2 separate regions of the Mus musculus genome follow, and region 2 is linked to region 1. Evidence: chromatin contacts called from public Hi-C data. All regions are on one chromosome and are shown on one strand. Each heading gives the region's core, a stretch centred on a gene start, on an enhancer-like site or on the middle of the called end of the contact. The rest is flanking DNA. Distances are from core to core; before and after follow the strand shown. Region 1 has its middle 54 kb from the start of Gm46300. Region 2 has its middle 120 kb from the start of Kcnj16.

Region 1 (3,750 bases), core at 1,245-3,744:
CACACAAGAAAGATATTCTCTTGCACATGAAGCTGCCCACCCCCAGCCGCCGCCGCCTGACATTCCTTGGGTCTGGCATTTCTTTATAAGGTCTTCTTTCCTGTGCAAAGCTGGGTAAGGGTATGCTTGGTTTTATAGGTCATGCCTTCCTTGAGAAAGGGCATAATTAAAAGCAAAAGAAATTCCCTTTCACATTGGGATCAAATCCACTCAAGTTTCTCTATAAACTCGACTCCGGCTATTCCAAAACATCACTAGTTGGGGATCATTGAGCATTCACAGTACTTGGCTGTTCCCATGTAGCAGAACGAGTACTATTCTATTTGTAGAACAAAGTAGCGGAGCCCTCTTAGAATAGCAGATGACTGTTTGATTCTGAATAATTCAGAATACTTCGTAACACCCCCCCCCCCATTAGCCGTTAAACATTCTGTGTTCAGAATACGTGAGAACTGTGTTCACTATTCATCTTACCTCTGTGTAAAATACCTGGCAGAAGCCATTTAAGGACGTAAAGATTTGCTCTGCCTTGTCTTTCCAGAGCAGAGCAGCCCATCACAGGGAGAAAGCACAGTGATGGGTGTGGGTCAGTCTGGGAAGCACGGGTGTGTGGTACTCTTCTTTCTATCCTGGCAGATCAGGAAACTAAGAGCGGGACTGGAAGTGGCTATCATTCTCAAAACCTCCCCCTTCCCGACTCCCCTTCCCTGTCCCCCCCCCCACAACTCACATCTATCTAGCCACTAGATCTCATGACCCAGACTCCACCATCTCCCAAAACAGCTCGACCAAATGGGGCCATCGTGAGTCTGTGGGAAACATTACATATGCAAGCCTTAAGAAAGAAAGAAAGAAAGAAAGAAAGAAAGAAAGAAAGAAAGAAAGAAAGAAAGAAAGAGGGAGGGAGGGAGGGAGGGAGGGAGGGAGAGAGAGAGAGAGGGAGAGGGAGAGAGAGGGAGAGGGAGAGAGAGGGAGAGGGAGAGAAAGGAGGGAGGGAGGGAGGGAGAAAGGGAAGAAGGAAGGAAGGAAGGAAGGAAGGAAGAAAGGAAGGAAGGAAGGAAGGAAGGAAGGAAGGAAGGAAGGAAGGAAGGAAGAAAGGGGAAGGGGAAAGGGAAGGGGAAGGGGAAGGGAAGGGAAGGGAAGGGAAGGGAAGGGAAGGGAAGGGAAAGAGAGAGAGAGAGAGAGAGAGAGAGAGAGAGAGAGAGAGAGAGAGAGAGAGAGAAAGAGAAAGAGAGAAAGAGAGAGAGAAAGAGAAAGAGAGAAAGAGAGAAAGAGAGAGAGAAAGAGAGAAAGAGAGAAGAAAGAGAGAAAGAAAGAAAGAAAGAAAGAAAGAAAGAAAGAAAGAAAGAAAGAAAGAAAGAAAGAAAGAAAGAAAGAAAGAAAGAAAGAAAGAAAGAATTCTGCAGAACCTGGATGCTCTTAGTCAGAGAAAATGCCATAGTGACTTGGACAGACTTGTGCATTCCATCCACACCAATCCTACCTGCATTTTTATCTTCCTGTGAACCAGTTCCCTTGAAGAGAGACATGAACATCTCTGTTCATGGCAATGCAGACTCTGCCACTGAAACACCACCCCTATGGATCACAAGGGTTTTTAATGCATCTCATCTAACTGAAAACTGCAAGAGGCTTAGAATTAGTTCTTTACATGCCTAACACTGTTAGATCCACTGCCACAGTTCAGTGAAAAAAATATATATTTTTCCACTTCTTCCTGATTGCATTTTACCCTCCTCTGCCAAGAAAATTTACTACATTTTTTTTCATGAGTTTCCTCGTGTCAAGTGGAACTTTTTCATCCAAATTTCACTGCTCCAGCCCATATGTCTCTTCTTTCTTTTTGTGATTTTATTTTTTTGGGGGGGAGGAGGGTTAGGATACCACATAACAAAAATGTTTCTCTTATATTAATGTTTTTACTCAGACAAAGTAAACCATTGCTCCTCGGTATGCCATCCGGGAGCCAAGAAGGACATGACTCACTCATGCAGAGATTTTATTTAAGCCATTTGCTCAGTGATCCAAGTAGATTAAAGACAGATCTGCTGCCCTAGGAGTGGCACTGGGGTATCAAGGATCATTGCCACTTGGTAGATAAACCACATGCGGCTCCTATGGCGGCCACTTCCCTTAGTCTCTGTCAACCTCATTAAACATTGCGGCACCTGCATTTAACGGGCTCTGGTTGACTGGGGGAGTACACTTACTGAGTTCTTGAAATAACCCAATGTTAATACAGTGTTCCCCCATCCCAAACTCCTGGGATGCCTTGGGAAAGCGGGTCTACATTTCCCTTAAGGATTCTTGAGAAATGAAGAAAGCAAAAGGAGAGAGTGGCAGAGAAGAAAGGGGAACATGAAAAAGGGGAAATAAGAGAACAGAAATAAACCGAGAGAGAAAACATTGCAAGTTTCCATTATTCCTCTCTCTGCCAGAGAATCTGGAATGTTAAATGGCTGCAAATTGAGCGGCTCATGAGTAATGGATTTGGTCTCTACCACTAGGGGTCAGAAACCCAGGACGTGTAAATAATACTCACACTCTTGAAACAAGGAACAGATGATGATGTCCCTGCAAAAGATGAACCTCAGTTTTCTTATTTTTATAGAAAAATATGTCAATTCCAGCATTAGGACAAACATCAAGAATGTTGTAGACGTAGGCACTTCCCAGTGGGTGCACATCTCAGACCATGAGGACTTTATGTCAGCTTTAACATTTCAGAAGAAAAACTGTAACTGGGATTGTAGCTCAGGTGGTTAAGGGCTTTCCTAGCACGAGTGAGGCCCTAGGTTCCCTTGCCAACACCTGCAGAAAGGGAGTATGGGGCTGGCTACCTGTAATCTCAGCACTTGGGAGGTGGGAGCAGCTGGATTGTAAATTCAGCTACGTGGAAAATTCAAAGCCAGCCTGGGATGTGTGAAGCCTTATGACAAAAAATAAACTAATAGGTTAACTATTTTTTAATAAGGTAGTGCATTCATTTTAAAATGTGTTTTCCTAACTCTGTTCATATTTCTTCCCTACCTTCTTTATCTTTCTTAACAAGATGCTTTTCTTTTGTTTTTTGTTTTTTTTGTTTTTTGTTTTGGTTTGGAGAGAGAGATTGGGAGAGAGAGGGAGGGAGGGAGAGAGAGAGAGAGAGAGAGAGAGAGAGAGAGAGAGAGAGAGAGAGAGAGAGAGAGAGAGAGACCCTTCTTCTGGTCTCTTCCCCTTTGCCATGTCCTAAGAGTCCTTTTGTCCATTCCCAACCTTCCTGTTCATTGACCTTCAGCTTCTCTTGGTCCTTTTTCTATTGTATTAGGCTTTGTCCACATTTATAGTCATTCCTGTGTTCATATGTATGTGTGCACATGTATACACTACACTCCCATCAGCACATTACATCCCCACATCTTCACCACCAGCATTTCCTGTTTTATGTTATCCAATCTCACAGGAATCAGGTGGTTTCTCAAAGTAGTTTAGCTTAAATTCCCTTGAATACTAAAGATTTTGGTTTCTTTTTTAAAATAGTTATTGACCACTGATCTATATCTCTTGTGAACTGTTGATTTCAGCCAGTTGTGGTGGTACATGCCTTTAATCCTAACACTTGGGAGGCAGAGGAAGGTAGATCTCTGAGTTTGAACCAAGCCTGGCCTACAGAGAATATTTCCAGGACAGTCAGAGAAATCCTATCTTTAAAAAAAAATCCATTTGTTGATTTGCACGATTTGGTTTTCTTCTTTTTACTGGTGTTTAATT
Region 2 (4,391 bases), core at 620-3,119, 280 kb before region 1:
TGCAACCAGCAAGAAAGATGCAACCACCGGTTCTTCTTTAAGTAGTTTACTCAGGCAGCTATTTTCTTCAAATCTCCCAGCCTCTCTAGTTACAAGTGTTTTTCTCTCCTCCAGCCACAACCATGCCCCCCACCAATCACCACAGGTCACATCACGTCACCAGGCAGGCTCGCTCAGCCAATCAGGGATTAAGGGCCATCTACTAAACATGGGCTTATTTACTACCTGGAGCAGACTTCCATCCGGCTGGCCTGTTTACAGCCTGAAATGGCTTCCTACAGGGTGGGTCTTAGTTTTACAGCCCGAAATGGCTTCCTACAGGGTGGGACTTAGTAAGCCTGCCCACAATCCTTGCTTGAATTTGATTGGTGTGATCCTGTGCAGGTCTTCTGCAGGCAACCACTGCTATTGTGAGGTCATGAATATGGCGGCCTGATCTTGTTCACAGCCCTCCTTCCTGCTTTTATGCCTTCCTTTTTTTTTTTTTTTTTTTTCTGTTTTCTCTTCTGTCATATTCCCTAAGCCTTGATGTGGGGACTTGAGCAAGAAAAGATGAATTTTATTTTGTCCTATTTCATATTGTCCTGTTTACAATATTTTCAACTGTGAAGGATAGTTAATCCTGAAATGATCTTTTAAAAATGTTAACATTTTCTTATAAGAAGTAAAATTGTAATAATTTGTGATCTCTGATTACTAGAACAATTTAATATCTTTCTTCATGCATGTTTATTATTTATATTTGCTCACTTAATAAGCTGGCTCTCACATCAAGCAGTGAGCCTATTATTGTCTCACAAAATTGCAGAAAGTCACAAGAAAAGACAAGGCCTTCTTGCATTTAAATGATTATTTCTATAACCTCTAGTTTGTCAGTATTATTTGACAGGGTGTTCCTATGTACTAAACTTTGCTCCAAACATTCCATAGAATGCAAGGTGTCTTCAAAGTCACCAACTTACTGTCTTGGTTTTCTGAATGCTGAGATTATTATGTGAAGGTTTTAACCTAAAACTTTTAAGTGTGTTGGAATTTCAGATATTAACGTTAGTTTGTCTTTTGAATTCTACTGTTTTGGGGAAAAATACCTTTCTTCCTTCCTTCCTTCCTTCCTTCCTTCCTTCCTTCCTTCCTTCCTCCTTCCTTCCTTTCTTCCTTCCTTCCTCCCTTCCCTCCTCCCTTCCTCCCTTCCCTCTTCTCTTCCTTGCTTCCTTCCTTTCTTTCTTTCTCCCCTTCTTCCTTTCTTCCTTTTTGTCATTGGGTTCTAACATTGAAACGTCTGGTTGTTTCTTCCATCTGGAGTTTATTTGTATAAGACCCAGAATCTGATAAGCATGGATTGAGTACACAGAAATGTCTGGGGAAACCTACTGTTTCTATGACTACATCACTTCTAATCAATACTTACATCCTAGTTTAAATCACAATCGTCCTCGCCTTCCACCAAAAGGTAAAGTGTCTTTCAATAATAAATGTTCTTACTCATCTTACCTCGTTTTTCTTGGCAGCAACCTGACCCTATGACAATTTACACTCCATCTATTGTCAGGGATGCAAATGGTTCTACGGTTTGTTAATGTCCAAGAAACGCCCTCACCTCTGAATCACTTTTTCCCCAAACATAAATCCCTGGGCCAACAAAGAAAAGTGGTATTTTTCCATCTCCATAATTCCTGTTATTTTAAGTCTATCCTCTAACCAAAGTGGCTTTGTGTTTCTTTTTCCTTGATAACTCACAGGTTCAAATGTAAGAATTTATTATTATAAGGAACAATTATGAGGTTCAAAGCACGCTGTGTGCATTCCATGCTTCCAGCTTCTGGTACTGATATACGGAATGAAATACTTGTGGTTCGTCTGCTCGCATGGAATGGATGAGCTCCAACTGCTGGCGGTGAAAGCCTTAATGAATGTCTGCGTTCGTCAGACCCAACGGGGACCTAGTATCATGGGAGGTCGCCCAAGTGCTGCATTGCAGCATCTCAAAAACAAACTTTGACCATTTCACTTCTTCATTCCAGCTATTCTTCAGCATCAACAATGGCAACCACTGGAGGGAGGGAAAATGGCTTTGCTGGGTTTTTTGCTTTAAACATCATCCTGGGGTTTAAGATGTCAAGATATCTTTTTTTTCCACTGAACTAGACAAACAACTGACCTTTTTGAACAGCTCTGACATTTTACTTCTTCAGGGCCATGTGTTCAGCATTTTGATAACTCTCCACTCGTAAAATAGCTCTAATTTAATGAGATAGTGCACCCCCTTAGCAAAACAAAAAGTAAAATTCAAAACAAAAAACGGACTTAAAAATAGTATTTATTTTTACTTTATGTGTGGGTACTTTGTCTGTGTGTAAGTATGTAAATACCATGTACATGCACTGACTACCAGGACCAGAAAAGAGTCCCCTAGCAGTGGAGTTACACATGGTTGTGAGCTGCCACAGGGATGCTAGGAACTAAACTCGGGGCCCCTGCAACAGCATCAGCTGCTCTATACTGTTGATTTATCTCCCCAGACCTGCTTTTCTTTTTAATATCTACTTAGTTTTAATTAAAAAAAATAGAACTACTTAGTAACTCTGACTGTTCCTGTCTTGTTTCCTTAGTAGTAGACGATCTCTGTTTTCCTATATAATATTCGTGATTTCATAATGAATACACATGTTTTAGCTACTGCGTACATACATCCCACTGTAAAGCTAAAGAGGGGTTCATTCTGAGGCTGAAGATTTAAAGTGAATTTCTTTAATAGCATAGAACAAACATTGGGTATATTATATAGTGAATATCTAGTAATGTGGTTGAACACATGAATAACCTGTGACCTGTGTATTATACTTTAAACACCTCAAAACTTTTTGATTATTTGAACATTTATAACTTGCAATGTTCATCCATTTCAATAATAGTTTATAGATCCAAAAATTATACTATATACCATGTCAGATGTTAACTAATCCATCCAATTACTCATTTCTCTACCATCTATTATGACAGAGATTGCACATAGATACCAAACCCATTGATATCTGATACTACTCACACATAAAAGATGATAATTCATATCATTTTCCCCAGTATCATCTAGTGACTAATAAAATGTTGGTCAATAATGCCAATCATGACCATTAGGACCAGCTCCTAACAGAATCACACCAATATCCCTAGTCTCTTTACACACATGGCTCTAACATGGAAAAGGTTTGAAAGCCTATATAAAGTAGAACTATAAATTGGAAAGCAACAGATTGCTTGAATAAACACATATAAGGTGATCTGTCCAGGAAGGTGCATTTCTAACAATGATATAATCTGACAATAGGCATGAATGATGCTGGATCTCAGAGATTATAGGATGTAACTTATTATGGTACCTAATATCATTCTAACTCATTGAAAAGTTGGTGCTTTGAAATGGGTACTCACAGAACAGATAACACTAGTGAGAAGTGATTTGTAGAGACAATGGGTTAAAATAATGGAGTCCCAGTCCGTGTCATTTCATCAACGAATAAATGATGGGAGACCGAAGCACAGTAAAAGCATAAAGAGCATCATGTGCTTACTGAACCCTCTGACTCTTAGATACATGGCTTAAAGGAACATTGCCCAGGTTAGCATTAGCCTCCTTTAACAATTCACCATAAAAGAAGAGATCAACATGAAACAAACCTCTTTGTTTTTGAGTAGATATCAGACAAGATCTGTACATCAACTTTTTGGGCTGATAAACCCCACAGCCTCTATACTCTGAGAAACAGAGATAAGTGGGAAAAGACTCTGGGCGGACATGATAATCGGTGAAAACAAACATAAAACCACAACTCTGAAAAAGACTAGTTCGAGGATATGATCTTAAAATATTATTTTACCTGGTTCCCAGGGTTTGGTATTGCACTACATAGTAGTGGGCAAAGAGGCAAAAAGTGATCAGATAAGAGAATTACTGTTAGGAGAAATTCAAATATGGCTGGCCCTTGGCTCATGAAATCAACTGTGAATAAAATAATTGGGGGATATATTGGTTTTACATAAAATCGAGTTGGGTAAAGAGTGAATTTTAAGCTTTAAAATTAGTGTTGGGTTCCCCAAATTTCAGCAGGACCAGTCATACTACTAAAAGCTTCCTCATGAAGACCATAGAGGAACATGCACCATGACCAGGAGGAGTCGTGGGTTTTCAAGCATCAGCAAGGGCATGGGACTTTGATGTGTAGCTGGAGAGTAGAAAGTAAGGCTTGAGAAATGAGGAAACAGAACAGGAAAGGGTGACATAGCTCTTCATCAAACTCCTTCATCTCTCTCCTGTCCCAAGCAAGGTAAGCTGCGTTTTCTATCTTACTCCCACAACTGAGAAAATTTTCCATGAATTATGAATGAAAGTGACC

What was found. Hi-C and Micro-C count contacts between places; a contact is called where the count stands out from the background.
Region 2: a contact with region 1 is called in a Hi-C map of the C2C12 cell line, with 2.3 times the contacts expected there. The contact joins two enhancer-like sites. A contact is called at or near these places in 1 of 15 datasets of contacts at CTCF or cohesin (the NIH/3T3 cell line), 3 of 484 Hi-C or Micro-C datasets (the C2C12 cell line, bone marrow-derived macrophages and nephron progenitors) and 1 of 115 datasets of contacts at active chromatin or transcription factors (acute myeloid leukemia).

The regions. Positions count from the first base shown.
Region 1 is chr11:110,603,930-110,607,679 of GRCm38.p6, reverse strand. No RefSeq gene overlaps it. Among named protein-coding and RNA genes, the nearest start is that of Gm46300, 54 kb to the right of the region's middle. Within about 2 kb of position 2,494, at least 14 of the 459 cell types and tissues checked have an H3K27ac peak or open chromatin away from gene starts, as enhancers often do. A contact at or near this core is called in the C2C12 cell line and the NIH/3T3 cell line, where this site is marked.
Region 2 is chr11:110,878,664-110,883,054 of GRCm38.p6, reverse strand. No RefSeq gene overlaps it. Among named protein-coding and RNA genes, the nearest start is that of Kcnj16, 120 kb to the left of the region's middle. Within about 2 kb of position 1,869, at least 9 of the 459 cell types and tissues checked have an H3K27ac peak or open chromatin away from gene starts, as enhancers often do. A contact at or near this core is called in the C2C12 cell line and the NIH/3T3 cell line, where this site is marked.